Regions from separate parts of the Mus musculus genome. Here all the other regions are linked to region 3. A link is a contact called in public ChIA-PET, Hi-C and HiChIP or PLAC-seq data. All regions are on one chromosome and are shown on one strand. Each heading gives the region's core, a stretch centred on a gene start, on an enhancer-like site or on the middle of the called end of the contact. The rest is flanking DNA. Distances are from core to core; before and after follow the strand shown. Region 1 holds the start of Hnrnpul1 (heterogeneous nuclear ribonucleoprotein U-like 1). Region 2 holds the start of Kcnn4 (potassium intermediate/small conductance calcium-activated channel, subfamily N, member 4). Region 3 holds the start of Gsk3a (glycogen synthase kinase 3 alpha). Region 4 holds the start of Plaur (plasminogen activator, urokinase receptor).

The links. Hi-C and Micro-C count contacts between places; a contact is called where the count stands out from the background. ChIA-PET counts read pairs in DNA pulled down with a chosen protein or histone mark. HiChIP or PLAC-seq counts read pairs in DNA pulled down with a chosen protein or histone mark.
Region 1: a Hi-C map of muscle stem cells shows a contact between it and region 3, with 6 times the contacts expected there. The contact joins the promoter of Hnrnpul1 here to the promoter of Gsk3a in region 3. A contact is called at or near these places in 1 of 39 promoter capture datasets (pre-B cells), 3 of 484 Hi-C or Micro-C datasets (embryonic stem cells and muscle stem cells), 2 of 115 datasets of contacts at active chromatin or transcription factors (memory CD8 T cells and microglia) and 2 of 9 other capture datasets (liver and pancreatic islet).
Region 2: a contact with region 3 is called in an RNA polymerase II ChIA-PET map of memory CD8 T cells, with 22 read pairs. The contact joins the promoter of Kcnn4 here to the promoter of Gsk3a in region 3. A contact is called at or near these places in 1 of 39 promoter capture datasets (fetal liver) and 4 of 115 datasets of contacts at active chromatin or transcription factors (bone marrow-derived macrophages, memory CD8 T cells, microglia and 1 more).
Region 4: a contact with region 3 is called in a FOXA1 HiChIP or PLAC-seq map of pancreatic cancer cells. The contact joins the promoter of Plaur here to the promoter of Gsk3a in region 3. A contact is called at or near these places in 2 of 39 promoter capture datasets (neutrophils and pre-B cells) and 3 of 115 datasets of contacts at active chromatin or transcription factors (bone marrow-derived macrophages, memory CD8 T cells and pancreatic cancer cells).

Annotation. Positions count from the first base shown.
Region 1 is chr7:25,753,216-25,756,954 of GRCm38.p6, reverse strand. It overlaps Hnrnpul1 (heterogeneous nuclear ribonucleoprotein U-like 1), which reads left to right and starts at 2,196. Exons shown (of 15, transcript NM_144922.3): 1 at 2,196-2,614. The coding sequence starts at 2,320. Axl (AXL receptor tyrosine kinase) reads left to right here. Exons shown (of 20, transcript NM_009465.4): 20 at 1-455.
Region 2 is chr7:24,368,706-24,372,410 of GRCm38.p6, reverse strand. It overlaps Kcnn4 (potassium intermediate/small conductance calcium-activated channel, subfamily N, member 4), which reads right to left and starts at 2,148. Exons shown (of 9, transcript NM_008433.4): 1 at 1,816-2,148. The coding sequence starts at 1,974.
Region 3 is chr7:25,236,508-25,239,709 of GRCm38.p6, reverse strand. Gsk3a (glycogen synthase kinase 3 alpha) reads left to right here and starts at 1,859. Exons shown (of 11, transcript NM_001031667.1): 1 at 1,859-2,332. The coding sequence starts at 2,050.
Region 4 is chr7:24,460,869-24,464,588 of GRCm38.p6, reverse strand. It overlaps Plaur (plasminogen activator, urokinase receptor), which reads right to left and starts at 2,106. Exons shown (of 7, transcript NM_011113.4): 1 at 2,022-2,106. The coding sequence starts at 2,079.

The DNA.
Region 1 (3,739 bases), core at 947-3,446, 520 kb before region 3:
GAGAGAGAGAGAGAGAGAGACAGAGAGAGAGAGCCAGACAGAGAGAGCGAGCCAGACAGAGAGAGAGAGAGAGGGATGGAGGGAGAGAGCGATCCCCGACAGGGTCTTACACAAACATTCCAAAGTAACAGACATGTGAATTAGTGCACATGCTCAGGCAAACCTAGCCACAAATGCAAAGGCCCAGTTATGCACTCACAGTAACAGAAACATATAAACCCACACTTGTAAATCTGCAAACATCAGCAGGCAGGTACTCACCAGCAATAGGAAGAACCTTTAGTAACAGACACAGAACAAGCATTACACACACTCAAGAATCCAACATGGTGCACATAATCCCGGCGCTTGAGAGGTATAAGCAGAAAGATCAAGACTTCAAGGTTGACCTTGATTTCACAGAGAGATGCAGGCCAGCCTGGGCTACATGAGACTGTCTTAATAAAGAAGAAAATAAACTAACATGCCCAGACTAGTACAAAAGATTCTCACATAGGCAAACATTCAGATTGTTGAGGAAAGATGGACCAGAACACCTCGAACCACAGATGGACAAAGATCCGAGTCTTCACTTTTTCCTAGTCTGTGACTACTACCATTTCAAGAACCCTATGCGGCGCCCGGTCGCCCCCCGGTGGTGGTTCCTGAGAACTGGGTACAGTTCAATCCGGGCCACAAAGTTTTTTTTTTTTTTTTTTCTTTCAAAAAACAAATCATTGTGGTCAGCTGGGAGGAGAGAGGAAGTCCGACGTGGGCGAGGGGCGGGGTGTCTGGACTGGAACCTCGGGCCCACGTGAGTGTCTGTCCCGCTGCTGAGTGGGTGCTGTGTGTCTAGGTTGCTGTGGTGTGAGCTTGTAGCGTGAACTGTCTTAGCTGAGCTTTGTCGCACGATGCTGCATGCTTGTGCCACACCTACACTGCCGTTTGAAGTCTTATCCTGAATTGATGCTTTTGGCCTGTCACGCCTATTCATTTATTGTGGGATGTTTGCGTGTGTCTAATAGAGAGTGTTTGTGGCTTTTGTTGGGAGTTAAGGCTATAGATGTCGGTGCACATTTGCGTTGTGCGTCTCGGTGTTATTTCACTAAGTTTTTGTCTTCTGAGCAAAGGGCGACAGGTGTATGGATTAACACAACCTGTCGTAATTACGGATTCTCGTGTGCGAATTGGTCAGAGTAGACACAGCAAGATTGAGGTTGAGCAACAACGGTTTAATGGATTCGAGATGGAAAGCCGCGAACTTCTGCAGCTATGCCCAGAGCGGGAAGGCTCTATGGTTGCGTGCAGAGTGGCTTGTCTAGCAACCATAGAGAAAGCGCCCTGGGAGGTTGTGCATCAAAGGGAGGGGTGCGATTTACCACACAACTTTTCTCCCGTTGTTAGCCTAGCCCCTGCTTTCAACCCTTCAGCGCTCTCCAGGACCAATTTTGTTGTTGTTGTTTCTCATAAAGGCAACTGGGTTTCTAACAAACGATGAGTAACAGATCCACTTGATTTTCATTCCGTATTATACCCTGCTGTACGGAGAACTTTGAGAGGCAAGCCTCTCAAGAATGGCCAATCTAGTTCGCTTTTTCTAAAGCGCTCAAGCTCTGGCAGTGGTGAAATATAACAGTAACTGCGATTGGCGAACAGGTTGTTTTGAAACCGCCCTAACGGCAAGGGGCGGGGCCTCGGTGAATTAATCTCCTTCCGGTTCCCGAAAGGCAACAGGAAAGACGAGGGTTGGCCGGCCTCTTCCCGCCGCATTTGATTGGTTGTGGTGGTTTTACCCGCTTGGCCTCCGCGAGGGGGCGTGAGATGAAGACCAGTTAGAATGTGTTTTACAGAGAGTCTGAGGGAAGCACGGCGCGGAGAGACTGGGCGGTTGTTCTGAGATCTGGCTGCTAATGGCTCCAAGTCGTTACTCCCTTTCCTTCATTTGACTGTACCGCAGCGGGCGCGCGAGCGCTACCCAATCAGCGCTTGCTCCGCCTCTCGCCTTTTCCCGCCCTCCACTCTGGCCGCGACTTCAACGTAGGCTAACGCTTCCTCTTAGGCAGCTCCTGAGCCCTCTAGTACCGTTCTTTTGAAAGCCACACTGTGATTGGCTTGGTTCCCGGGCCCGCGCCCGTTGCCCCATGCGCTGACCAATTGAGACTCGTTTTACATCGTACGGTCCGGGCAAGGGGGAGGAGGCGGCGGCGGCCATCTTGAGCCGCCGCCGCCATTGGAGTGGCCCCCCCTTTTCCCCCTTCGCCTCCTGACAGGCAAGGTTTAGGGGGGACAGAGCCCTGGGAGGCCGGGCCAGGCTCGGGGGCCGCCCCGGGGGCCCGGGCCATGGATGTGCGTCGCCTGAAGGTGAACGAACTTCGCGAGGAGCTGCAGCGCCGCGGCCTGGACACTCGCGGCCTGAAGGCCGAGCTTGCTGAGCGGCTGCTGGCGGCGCTAGAGGCCGAGGAGCCCGAAGACGAACGGGAGCTCGAGGCTGACGACGATCCGGGGTTACCTGGGCACAACAACGAGGAGGTCGAGACCGAGGGGGGCTCCGAGCTGGAGGGGACCGCGCAGCCACCGCCGCCCGGGCTGCAGCCGCACCCGGAGCCCGGCGGCTACTCGGGGCCGGACGGACATTGTGAGAGTGCGCGGGGCGGGGGACCGGGGAGCCTGGAGTCCGGGCCGAGGACGGGCTGTGGGACGCGGGAGCTCGACTCCACAGAGATCCAGGAGATGGTCTGAGGAGCCAGGGATCCTGCCACCTGCCGTTGTAAAGGATCTGCGGCCAGGGCCTCGGGGCAGCCTGAGGGCGGATCCTGGCCTTCGGTGCAAGGAAAACCGTGTGGAGGGGGATGGATTTTATTTTAAGGCGACCAGGGTCCTAGCGGGCGGGCGGGGAGGATTTTATATCCTGGGATTCGGAGACTGGAAACTGCTTTGGGGTTCTGTTTTGTGGCTTTGAGTTGGAAAAAGTCGGAAGAACTAGACGTTTTAGGGAAAGGGGTGTCGGGGGGCGGCGTCTTGGAAAATGAGAGATTCTAGCCGAGCGGTGAGCTGACAGCTTGGGGTAGCCATGCTAGTCCACCGTTTGGGCTGAGTCTCAAAAGCTGGATTTTCAGGTAGCGGAAGAATGGCCTAGGGTGCAGGTCAGGGAGAATTTTAAGGGTAGAAGATCTTTGATTTTCTTCACGGATGGGATAAGATCTGCTTAGTGCTGGGGGTGGACTGGCACTTTGGACCTACGGGTGTCCAAGGCTGGGAAGAGTCTCCCAAAACATGGACTGAACTCTCCAGTGTGTGCCAGGTGGCCTTTTAGGAGGTAATGAAAGACCAGCAGATTTGGAAACCCCTATCCCCAACTCCTACATTTCCTCGAGGTTACAGGGTCAACCTTGAGGGCAGGTACAACTTGTATGTTTGGTACTGGGAGGTCTAGGCTATCTAGTTGGCTTCCAGAGGAGATTTGGGATCTAAATGGTGACAAGAAAGGACAGAATCTTCTCATGGACAAAGAAACTAGAGGGCCTAGAATTGGAAGGACTCAGGTTAGTACTCTGTGGTTTCTGCTGAGTGGCCTTGCATTCTTAACTATGGGTAGTTTTTGAAACAGGAGTTGTGGGGAATGAGTTGGTAACTCTGGTGGGACCCTTGTGTGTGCCAGGGATCATGTGGCTAGTCTAGCAGGTGTGGGGGAGGGAAGTGTGGAGGGTATGAAAAAGAAAGAAAACCTGTTGCTTTGGCTGGGGGCCTCATGATGAAGCAG
Region 2 (3,705 bases), core at 899-3,398, 870 kb after region 3:
CTGAGCACCGGGGCCGAGAAGTTCTCCCAAAGAATGTCCCACCTGCGGGCACGCAAACACACACACACACACACACACACACACACACACACACACACACACACACACACCACACACACACACACACACACACACACACACACACACACACACACACACATCTCCTGTCCCAACTTTTCTGTTGAACAAGCAAGTGTGCTGCCCCCTCAAACCACACACCCAACCTTGCCCTCCATCTCTCTTCTGCCACAAGTCTGACCAGGGTGGGAATATCCCCAGGGCTTGTTAAGACCTGCCTGTACTCCCTGGTCTTCCAGAGGTCGATTGATAGCTCTCTTGTGTGTGTTCTCTCCGTCCCCCACCTTGTTTGGATTTATTTCAGTTTTTGAGATAAGGTCTGTGTAGCCCAGGCTAGCCTCCAACTCAGTATGTAGCTTAGGCTGGGCTTAACCTTCTGATTCTCTTGCCTGCCGCCCCCCCCCAGCCTCCCTCCCCTGACTTCTCTAGTGCTTGGATCCATTGCCTGGTGAGATTTTTTGAGGCTCTTCCTGCAGACTCTTGAGCCTGAACCCCAAGTCTCCTCTTCCACAGGGATGAAGGATTTCAAACCACAGTAGACCACTATCTGGTGAGTGGTGCCTTCTGGGGGTAATGGCACTTCTGTATGGTAAGGGTGGGGTGAAGGCTCCACTCCCCACAGTCTCCTCTGTCAGTTACTTCAGAGCACTGCCTGGTGGCACTGGGTAAATGGCAGTGGCTAGATAAGGAGCAAGGAGACGCCTAATGACAACGTCTTTCTCCCTTGCCAGCCCTCCCTTCACCAGAGCTAGGCTATCAAGGATCAGCCTTGTATGGGCCTCAACAAGGCCCAGACCCCCAGTGGTCTGTCTGATAACACTTACCCAAAGGCTAACACTGAGAACTGTCTCCCATGTGTGCGTACGTGTGTGTGCGTGTGTGTGTGTGTGTGTGTGTGTGTGTGTGTGTGTGTGTAGGTTGGGGGGAGCTGGGGGGAGGACGATATCACACTAGCTCAGGTTTCAGGGGTACAGACCCCCCATCTACCTCCATCACATCCAGGGGTCCAGACCCAGCCTTCTTCTCTTAGACCTTAAGAAGTGTAAGACCTCAGTTCTCCTCCCTTAGACCCAGGAGTCCAGACCAGCTCTCTTCTCCCACACCCAGGGGTGCAGACCCCAACCTTTCTCCCTCACACCCCAGCTCTCCTCTCTTCTTCACACCCCGGGGTGGAAGATGCCAGCCTTCCTCCCTCATGCCCAGGAGTATAAGATCTCCTAGCTTTGCTCTCTAACACTCAGGGGTGTAAGACCCCAGTCCCCTTCCCTCACACTCAGGGGTGCAGACTCCAGCTCTCTTCCCTCAGATCCAGGGGATCAGACCCCAGCCCTCCTCCCTCAGACCCAGGGGTCCAGACCCTAGCCCTCCTCCCTCAGACCCAGGGGATCAGACCCCAGCCCTCCTCCCTCAGACCCAGGGGTCCAGACCCCAGCCCTCCTCCCTCACACCCAGGGGTGCAGACCCCAGCCCTCCTCCCTCACACCCAGGGGTGCAGACCCCAGCTCTCTTCCCTCAGACCCAGGGGTGCAGACCCCAGCCCTCTTCCCTCAGACCCAGGGGTGCAGACCCCAGCCCTCCTCCCTCACACCCAGGGGTGCAGACCCCAGCTCTCTTCCCTCAGACCCAGGGGTGCAGACCCCAGCCCTCCTCCCTCAGACCCAGGGGTGCAGACCCCAGCCCTCCTCCCTCACACCAGGCTCCCCGTCCCTTCCCTGCTCGGTGGAAGGCCCCACTCACCTTGCAGCCCAGGAACCACAACATCTCAGCGTGCAGAACCATGAGTCCGATGCCAGTTCCCGCCAGCACCAACGCCCAGCCGGCCACCCTCTTCTCCTGCTCCAGCAGGCGCTTTCTCCGTCTCAGGGCCCCCAGGCCAGTCACCAGCTCCCCGCCCATGGCCCCTGAGGTCTTGGGGCTCAGCCAGCTTCCTGCCCAGGGTCCCCCACCTCTCAGTACGCAAATGGCAGCCAGCTTGGCTTCCAGGCCAGCGGCCTGTTCTGCTCACTCTGGGACTTTTGCTGGAAGGCACAGCCTAGCCCTGTGCCCTCTGGGGAGTGGTAACTGCAGCAGGCAGGGCAGGGCGGGGAGGGACGGGGAGGTCCCTGGGTAGGGGGAGGCTGGCTATCCCATTCCCTTCTAAGACTAAGGAGGGGCTGGGGTGTGTCTTGTGGTCCCGGGCAAGGAAGAAGAGTTCATCCACGTGGGCAAAGACACACTGACACAATAGGTTGTGACTCTCCAACCGTTTGCACTCTGTGGTACACACCTAAAACCCCCACCACACCCAGACACCACAGAGCACCCTATGACAGACCGGAGACGGAGCCCAACACACCAGCACACACCACACAACCTCCACAGAAGTGACTCACACTCCTGAAAGTTCAGAAACCCACAGCCACACCCAGACACCACACACACACATGGTGTGACACACGCCAGCACTTAGCAGGGCAGCAGCGTCCCATTGCACACGGGGCCACCCAAAGGTTGAGCTCACGCAGTCACACATTCAAAGTGGGGCGGGGGAGGGGCTGGAAAGTCAGGCACAGCGAGTGAAAGTGAGCGCTCCTCTCCAGAGGAGTATAACTTCCGTTTCTAGCACCTACTTGCTGGGTGGGTGGCTTGAAACCACCTGTAACTTCAACTCCAGGAGATGACGCCCTTTTCCTGGTTTTTGGGAGCCCCTGACACATGTGGCTGATATTCACATACATGCATGCGCATAAAAAAAAATAAATCTTAAATGATAATTTTTAAGTGGGACCAGGGATGGAGTGCAGCTGTTAGTGGGCTCCTTTGAATCACAGACTCTCTGAGGTAGATCCCAGCATGGCATAAAGTGGGCAATGGTGCATGCCTGACTCTTGGTACTAGGAAACTGGGGCCAGGAGGATCAGCAGGTCTCAATCATTGTCAACTATGAGTTCAAGGTCTGCCTGGGCCACATGAGACCCTGTTTCCAAAACCAAAACCAAGTAAAACACTATAATATTCTACGATACAAAGAGCTAAGCATCAACGACCACACGGGACATGTACCAGGAGCCACACAAATACACAGCAGGTCTGAGCACACCAATTTGTAAGAATCACCAGGCACAACACACATGCGTCAACAGACACACAAGGGGGTGTGAATGTGAAACACAGAGAGATGCCCCATATGTGTAAACACCTGTGGTGGCAGACACTGTCATCCAGCGCCCAGAAAACAGGAAATGCACACTAGCTCACATCATTGTGTGTGGGACTCACACACACACACACACACACACACACCTGACATTGATCCTGACATACACTGGTGCACTTGACACTCTGCATACCTTAGCACAGAGAACAGTCAATGGAAGTGTGCAAGCAACGCCTACCCAGCGTTGGACATTCTAGGACATTCTAGCCACACAGGACACAGTCCAGGATGATATGAACCCTTTGGAGGGGATGGGGTTGGATTCGGACCCACAAGAACACCAACGTCCAGATTAGCACACCATCAATCCAACATCACGCACAATACACATACCCGTTATACTCCCATGTGCATGGCCACACAAACACCACACTCAGGGAAGAGAAAGGCCCTCAGCGTGGGCATATATCCTGATATAAGTAACAGAGCTA
Region 3 (3,202 bases), core at 610-3,109:
CATGGACCCCCATCAACTCCTCCAAACATCTTTAGAACCTGCTTAGACACTTGGAAACATCTTACAGATCTTTGAATTTGCTCTCCAGTGCCGCACAGATCTCAATGCCAAGAACGGTCCCCTGGGCAGGTTCCACGAGTTCTGGCGGTTAAATAATGTGTTCTATCCTGCTACATAGCCTAGTGAGATTCTTTGATCCTATACCTAGGGGCTTGACTTCACTTTTCAACTGGGAGCAGCCGTCAGAGGGCGGCAGCCACCATGCGACTGTGTTACTCCAGAAACTCCCTCTACAGTCGAGCGTGAAGCGTCTGCAGGCTTTGCGAAGAGGGCGGAAGTACCCGTGCGTTGCCTTCTGGATAACGTAGTCTTTAGAAGCGCTAGCAGTACCTTCTGTCTCCATTCCGTGTCCACTGAGAATTGCAATAGGGAAATGACTGAGCAGACAGTACTGTAGGCTTCAGAAAAGCCCCAACAATTAGGACGAACACAGGCTGCGAGTAAAGTAGAGCACAGACTCCGTTTCTGAGGCACGAGAGCTGACAGCATTTTGACCTCTGTCTCTGCGCCCCCCCCCCAGCCCCCAGTTTCCTACTTTGGTGCGACTTTTCCCGGGTATTAATTGATTAACAGGAGACTCGACATACTCAAGAAAGCTGAAACTCCTTCGTGTAGTCGGCTCCCTTCATTCAGATTATCTAGAATCCTGTAATCTAGGAAGAGGATAGACGCAAAAAATTGGGGGTTCAGGACAGAAATTCTCTCTTTTTTTAAATCCTGCAGCTCATCTTCTTGGTCCTAACCATATTGCTAGGGAAAAAGGTAGACTATCGGAAAACAAATGTTCTGAGGCATAGTCGGGACTGTTTACTGTACTAAATCCGTTGAGAATGTAAGGAGACGTTATTCTCTTCTCTATATGTGGTTGCTTGGGACTACTTTTTCTAGCACTCACTTATCGGTTTAGGTCTTAGACCTAGGGATCAGAGAAGACATTGTAACACATTATAGTCTCCCTTGGGAACAATTGTCCTTAACCTTTCACCTACACTCTCAGCCACAGTACTCCCTTTGGACTACAGCTCCCACGAAGCCCCAGAGCCTAGCTTCACGAAGAGTCAGAGTCTACTGTGGATTATTCCCAGCATGCTTCTGGTTGCTGGTAGCTCTCATCAGCCTCGTCAATGGTGAGGCAATATTGAACTTCATTTCCCAGAAGACACCAGGCTCATTGAAGCGACGCGCATAACTCTTGGTGTCGACTACATTTCCCGGAAGGAACTGCGACGCTGCTAGCTGGCCTGAGAGAGCGCGATGCCTATTCTACTTCCTATCAGTTCCTTCCAGTTACAGTATCTACTTAAGGTTTGAGGAGCATCTGAGACTTCATTTCCTATAGTGCTTTATCAACCATTCTACACCTGCAATGCGGTGAGGGCGTGGTGATGACTCCATTTCCCAGTGTGCTTCACAGCCAGAGTACTAAGTATTCACGGGTGCGGACTCGATTTCCCAGAATGCACGCGGTGCAGGAAGTCACCGATGGCCCACAGATTGGGTGGGTGGCTGGACTCCATTTCCCGGCGTGCATCATTCTTGGATGCTGCTCAGTATTGGAGTGGCTAAGATTTCGTTTCTGAGATACTCTAAGGGACTTGCTTTTTCCTCTGTGTAGTGAGTGTGTGGCTCTGACTGTGTTTTTCAAAGTGCTTCCAAGTTAGCTTTTGGCAGAGTCGGGTGACATTAGCCAGGACTCTATTTCCCGGTGTGCAGCGCGAGCCGTCACACCCCGCCCCCAGCAGTCAGCTACTCTGAGGGTTTGAGAACTCCATTTCCCAGAGTGCTGTGCGGGTCGAGGGTGGTGACAACGAAGCCGACGGCAGAGGGACTTCATCTCCCGGCGTGCCCCGCGGCGGGCGCTGGGCCGGAGCCGGAGCCCGAACGGCGCGGCCTGGAAGAGGCCGGAGCCCAGGGGAGGCGGCGGCAGAGGCAGCGGCGGGGGCAGCCCAGGCAGCCCGAGCCCCGCGGCCTGGGCCTGCGCTCGGCGCCATGAGCGGCGGCGGGCCTTCGGGAGGCGGCCCTGGGGGCTCGGGCCGGGCGCGGACCAGCTCGTTCGCGGAGCCAGGAGGCGGAGGCGGAGGTGGTGGCGGCGGCCCCGGGGGCTCGGCCTCTGGCCCAGGAGGCACTGGCGGCGGGAAAGCGTCAGTCGGGGCTATGGGTGGGGGCGTGGGAGCCTCGAGCTCCGGGGGTGGCCCCAGCGGCAGCGGCGGAGGAGGCAGCGGTGGCCCCGGCGCGGGCACTAGCTTCCCGCCGCCGGGAGTGAAGCTGGGCCGTGAGTACTTAGGGGCGCCCTGTGGGGTGGTGATCTGGGTTTCCCAAGCGCATCAAACGGCAACCAGATTCTTTCATGTACCCAGAGAGAAGCTCGAGGTCACCGTGCTGCTTTAAGCCAGGATCGGAGCTTTCTGTCTCCGAGATAAAGGAGTTTGAGGGTTTACCATCACTTGGAGTTTAGATTCAGAATTACCAACACCCAAGAAACAGAGGTCACAGGTCCTATTCTTCCAGTTATCAAGGTCTCGAGTACTTGACGACGTTGCCATCCACAGGAGACTAGGATCAGAGGTCATAGTTACTTGCCAATTTGATCTAGGATTGTTGTCCCCTAAGAGACAAGAATATGATTTCTGTCACTATCCTGTATGAAAAGGGGGCTATTCGTTTCCTTCCCATCAAAATTGGTGATTTGGATAGGATATCCTTTAGAAACACCGATTCAGAATTATTAATGTTTCCACAGAAAAGGGCCAGGTTTAAACCATACGGCCTGACATTATCACCTAACCCACTGAAAACGTTTAGACTTGTAGTCAGTCCTCGATGATGGCAGTAAATAATCACTATTGTTTATAGATAAGAATAGCTTGGGAATAAACACAGGCTTCTAAGAAAGCTCATTGTCAGTTTTCTTTTAAAACAAGGTGAGGGAGCAGGGTTCTTTAGCAAAAATGGAGTGGGGGGGCACAGGTCACACCTCTTATAAAATATGGTTTTGAAGTGGCTGGTACTGGCTCTGAAAAAATAAATAGCCATGTGGTAGTATTTTTCAAAATATCCCTCACTGTCCCCCTTGCAAATTGCCTTTGTTGGTAAGTTTCCTAAAGGGAGTGGGTCCCTAAGAGTGGCAACTAGGCTTGCTGCT
Region 4 (3,720 bases), core at 857-3,356, 780 kb after region 3:
CACTGAGCTAAATCCCCAACACCTTCTTTCTAGTTCTTGAAAGGACTTTCTACCCTGGGTCCCATTTAGGTCCTGTGTCCTCTCTACTTGGTCAGCTCTGGACATTGGATCTTTATCCCTTGTCCACCCATTCCATCCTCTTCCTTAGCTACTCCTCAGGATTCTCTCCAAGACATGAATCTTTCCTCCTGAAGCTCTAACCCTGCCCAGTAGCCCTCCAAGATAATCAACTGAGCTTACCTCCAAAAACATTCTCTCCCCCTTCCCCGACACTCTCCTAGGTTCTAGTCCCAGCCCGTAGCTCCTGCCTGTCTCAGAGTCTCCAGTTCTGCCCAATATTCTAGCCCTGCCCCTGGCTTCCTTAACCATGCTTAATGCTTCCTTCTAGACGCTAGTTCCCATACTCTGGCTCCTTCCCTAAATTCTCTTCCTACCTTTATATTATTTTATTAAATATTTCTGAAATGTTTTCACTATTTATGGCTGGTCACTATTTATGTAAACCAGGCTGGCCTTAAAGTCAGAAATCCACCTGCCTTGGAATTAAGGCTATTTTCCCATCACACTCTACTCTGTTCTTGGTAGACTAGCCCTGCCGGGGCTTAACAGCACACAGCCCAGCTGTTCTCACCCTCAGGAGGGGTCATATATCCGATATTCTGCCCATCAGATATTTACATGAAGATTTCTAACAGTTGCAAAATTACAGTTATGAAGTAGCAACAAAAATAATTTTATGGTCGGAGGTCACCAAACTGTGAGGAGTTGTATTAAAGGATCATAGCATTCGGAAGGTTGAGAACCACTTTCAAAGACCCACCTCAGCCCCCAAACGTTTGTCCCACCCCAGGACCGAAGTCCCTCCTGCAGGTCTTCACCTAGGCCACGTCTCGCCAATGTTATAGCCCCCCGCCTCAGACTGCCCAGTTTTTTTTTTCGTTTTTTTTTTAAAGATTTATTTATTATTATGTGTAAGTACACTGTAGCTGTCTTCAGATGCACCAGAAGAGGGCGTCAGATCTCATTATAGATGGTTGTGACCCACCATGTGGTTGCTGGGATTTGAACTAAGGACCTTCGGAAAAGCAGTCCGTGCTCTTAACCACTGAGCCATCTCTCCAGCCCCCGACTGCCCAGTTTCTAATCAGAACTTTTGCACCAGCCTAGCCTTAGTCTGGCCCCCATTTCCCAGACAAGTTCCAGGAACAGAAAGGCTAAGTAACTGTCCTGAACCACACAGCCAGTTTTGACCCCAGGTGGCAGCCCCACTCCAGGGTCCCCTCCTCCCGGGGTTGGATTTCACAGTAAGAACTGTCCTGTCTGAGCCCCGAGATCCGGTCTGCAATTTAGAGCCGGTCCCTTTGTGCCAGATATCCTTTCTTCAACAAGAGCCCCTCCCCTTTGCACCCCCACCCCTCCCCCCTCTAGCTCCCAGACCACCCAGGCCCCGCCAGAGATCTTTTCCCACCCCATTAATCATCTCCGGTCTCCCGCGGACTAGAGAGGGCTTTCCGAGTTATTCACCGTGCCAAACCCTGACTCAATTCCTTCCCCATTTCCCTCTACTTTCTCAACACCATTTCCCCCGCATTTCCTGGAGGAAGAAGGCTGAGGACATAACATAGTAAAAGACAAGTGTATTCGAGGGACAGGCCCTGGGCTCCCGCTGAACTCTGTGGACCTTTGAGATGTAGACCCCTGAGCCCCTGTCTTGTCCCAAAGTGGGATCCCCACACAGACCAAAACACTGTGGGGAGTGGCTGTGAGGTCACATGTCCAGTTATCATTCAACCCCTAGCTGTGAGGCTTTGGACCAGCTTCTTAACCTCTCTGTTCCTCCGCGTCCTCCAGTGTGCCAGGCACTGTGCACCAGGGATCAGCGTTTACTAAATGAATGCCTGCGGGAGTCTGACTGTGCCACGTGGAGCCTGAGAACACACCCGGAGAATAGCTGGATAGAAGGGTGGAGCGCTGGGCCATCCTCCTCTAGCTCACGCCCGGTGCCACCACGCAGCTCTTACCTGGGACACAGGTAGTCGCCAGCAACAGCAGCAGCAGCAGCCGCCTTGGGAGTCCCATGGGTTCTTCCTTCACCTCTGCTCTAGACTGACCGAGGGGAAGAAGACAGTTTTGTGACCCTAGGGCTCCTCCCACTGTTTGCTAAAGAGTGAGTCAGCTCCAGGGGTTGCCTCGCCTCCCCCCGCCCCGCCCCCGCCCCCCCCCCCCAGCCCTTCCTCTTCCATAGTTCAAGAAACTCTGCCCCTTCCATACATAGTAAGATGCAGTCTCAAAAAAGGAGGGAGGGAAAGAGGGAGGGAGGAACGGAGGGAGAGAGGGAGGGAGAAGGAGGGATGAGGGAGAGAGAGAGAGAGAGAGAGAGAGAGAGAGACTATGATGGAGAAAGGAAGACAACCAAATAGCAAGGGTTAGAATCCTCTCTAGCCTTGGCTATTTCTTACCAATCAGAGTTTATGTTTTCAAAGTTTGTTTTATTTGAGTTTCTCCAGAGAGAGTCTTGCTATGAAGACCAGCCTTGAACTCAGGAACCTCCTGCCTCAGTCTCCCCCGAGTCTGGATCATGGGCACGCTACCATCCTTGGCCGAGGCGGTACAATTCCATGTAGGGAAATCATGTGGAACACTAACTTGCCAAACTAGAGGGCAAAATTCCTTCAGCTCCTGACCAAGGACCTCCTGGGTACTGGGCACTGTTCCAGGAACTGGAACACAGCAGGAAACACAAGGACGCCACCCTCTGCCATTACGATGGGGAGGATACATTAGTTATCTAATCTCTCCCATCAGTCGGAAACCAGGGGAAAAACAAGTTGAAAGAGGAACAAACTGTAGGGAGAGAGGTAAATGGCTTAATTGCTTTGGGAGGGTGATGCGGAGGGCAGCCAGGAAAGGTGTGCAAGAAGTCTAGTGGATTCCTACAGAAAGCCTTTGAGGGAGAGGAAAGAGTCATCGCAAAAGCCCTGAGGGCAAAGAATCACTCAGAGCGGCTCAGTGTGGCTGATGAGTGGGAACCAGAGAGAGCAGAGAGCAATGAGTAGCACCCGTACAGTAGTGATGTCACTGCTGTGAGTACCGAGTCACTGAAGCCTGAGCTGGGAAACACGGAACCCAAGGTCTCCTGCAGGATTGACAAGGAGTCTACCACTGAGCCACGCCCCCAGCCCCTCACTGGGGGAGGCTAGGCAGAGGCTCTACCACTGTGCCACGCCCCCAGCCCCTCCCTGGGGGATTCTAGGCAGGGGCTCTACCACTGAGCCACGCCCCCAGCCCCTCACTGGGGGATTCTAGGCAGGGGCTCTACCACTGAGCCATGCCCCCAGCCCCTCATTGGGGGATTCTAGGCAGGGGCTCTACCACTGAGCCACGCCTCCAGCCCCTCACTGGGGGAGGCTAGGCAGAGGCTCTACCACTGAGCCACACCCCAACCCCTCACTGGGGGAGGCTAGGCAGGGGCTCCACCACTGAGCCACACACCCAGCTTGGCTTGATTTAATGTCAAGATAAGGTAAAAGGTGAAAAATAAAAATAAAAATGCCCAAATAAAGTTTTCCTCTAAGAGGTCCTAACTGAGAGAGTAGGGGGCTGGCCCCAGACTGTGAGGGCTGTGTGACTTACTGATCATTAGCAGGTGTCTTTCTTAGCCTCTCTGTGCTGCAAGCTCATCTGGAAGGTTGAGACAGCAAAGGTCTGAGAGGAGCCCTG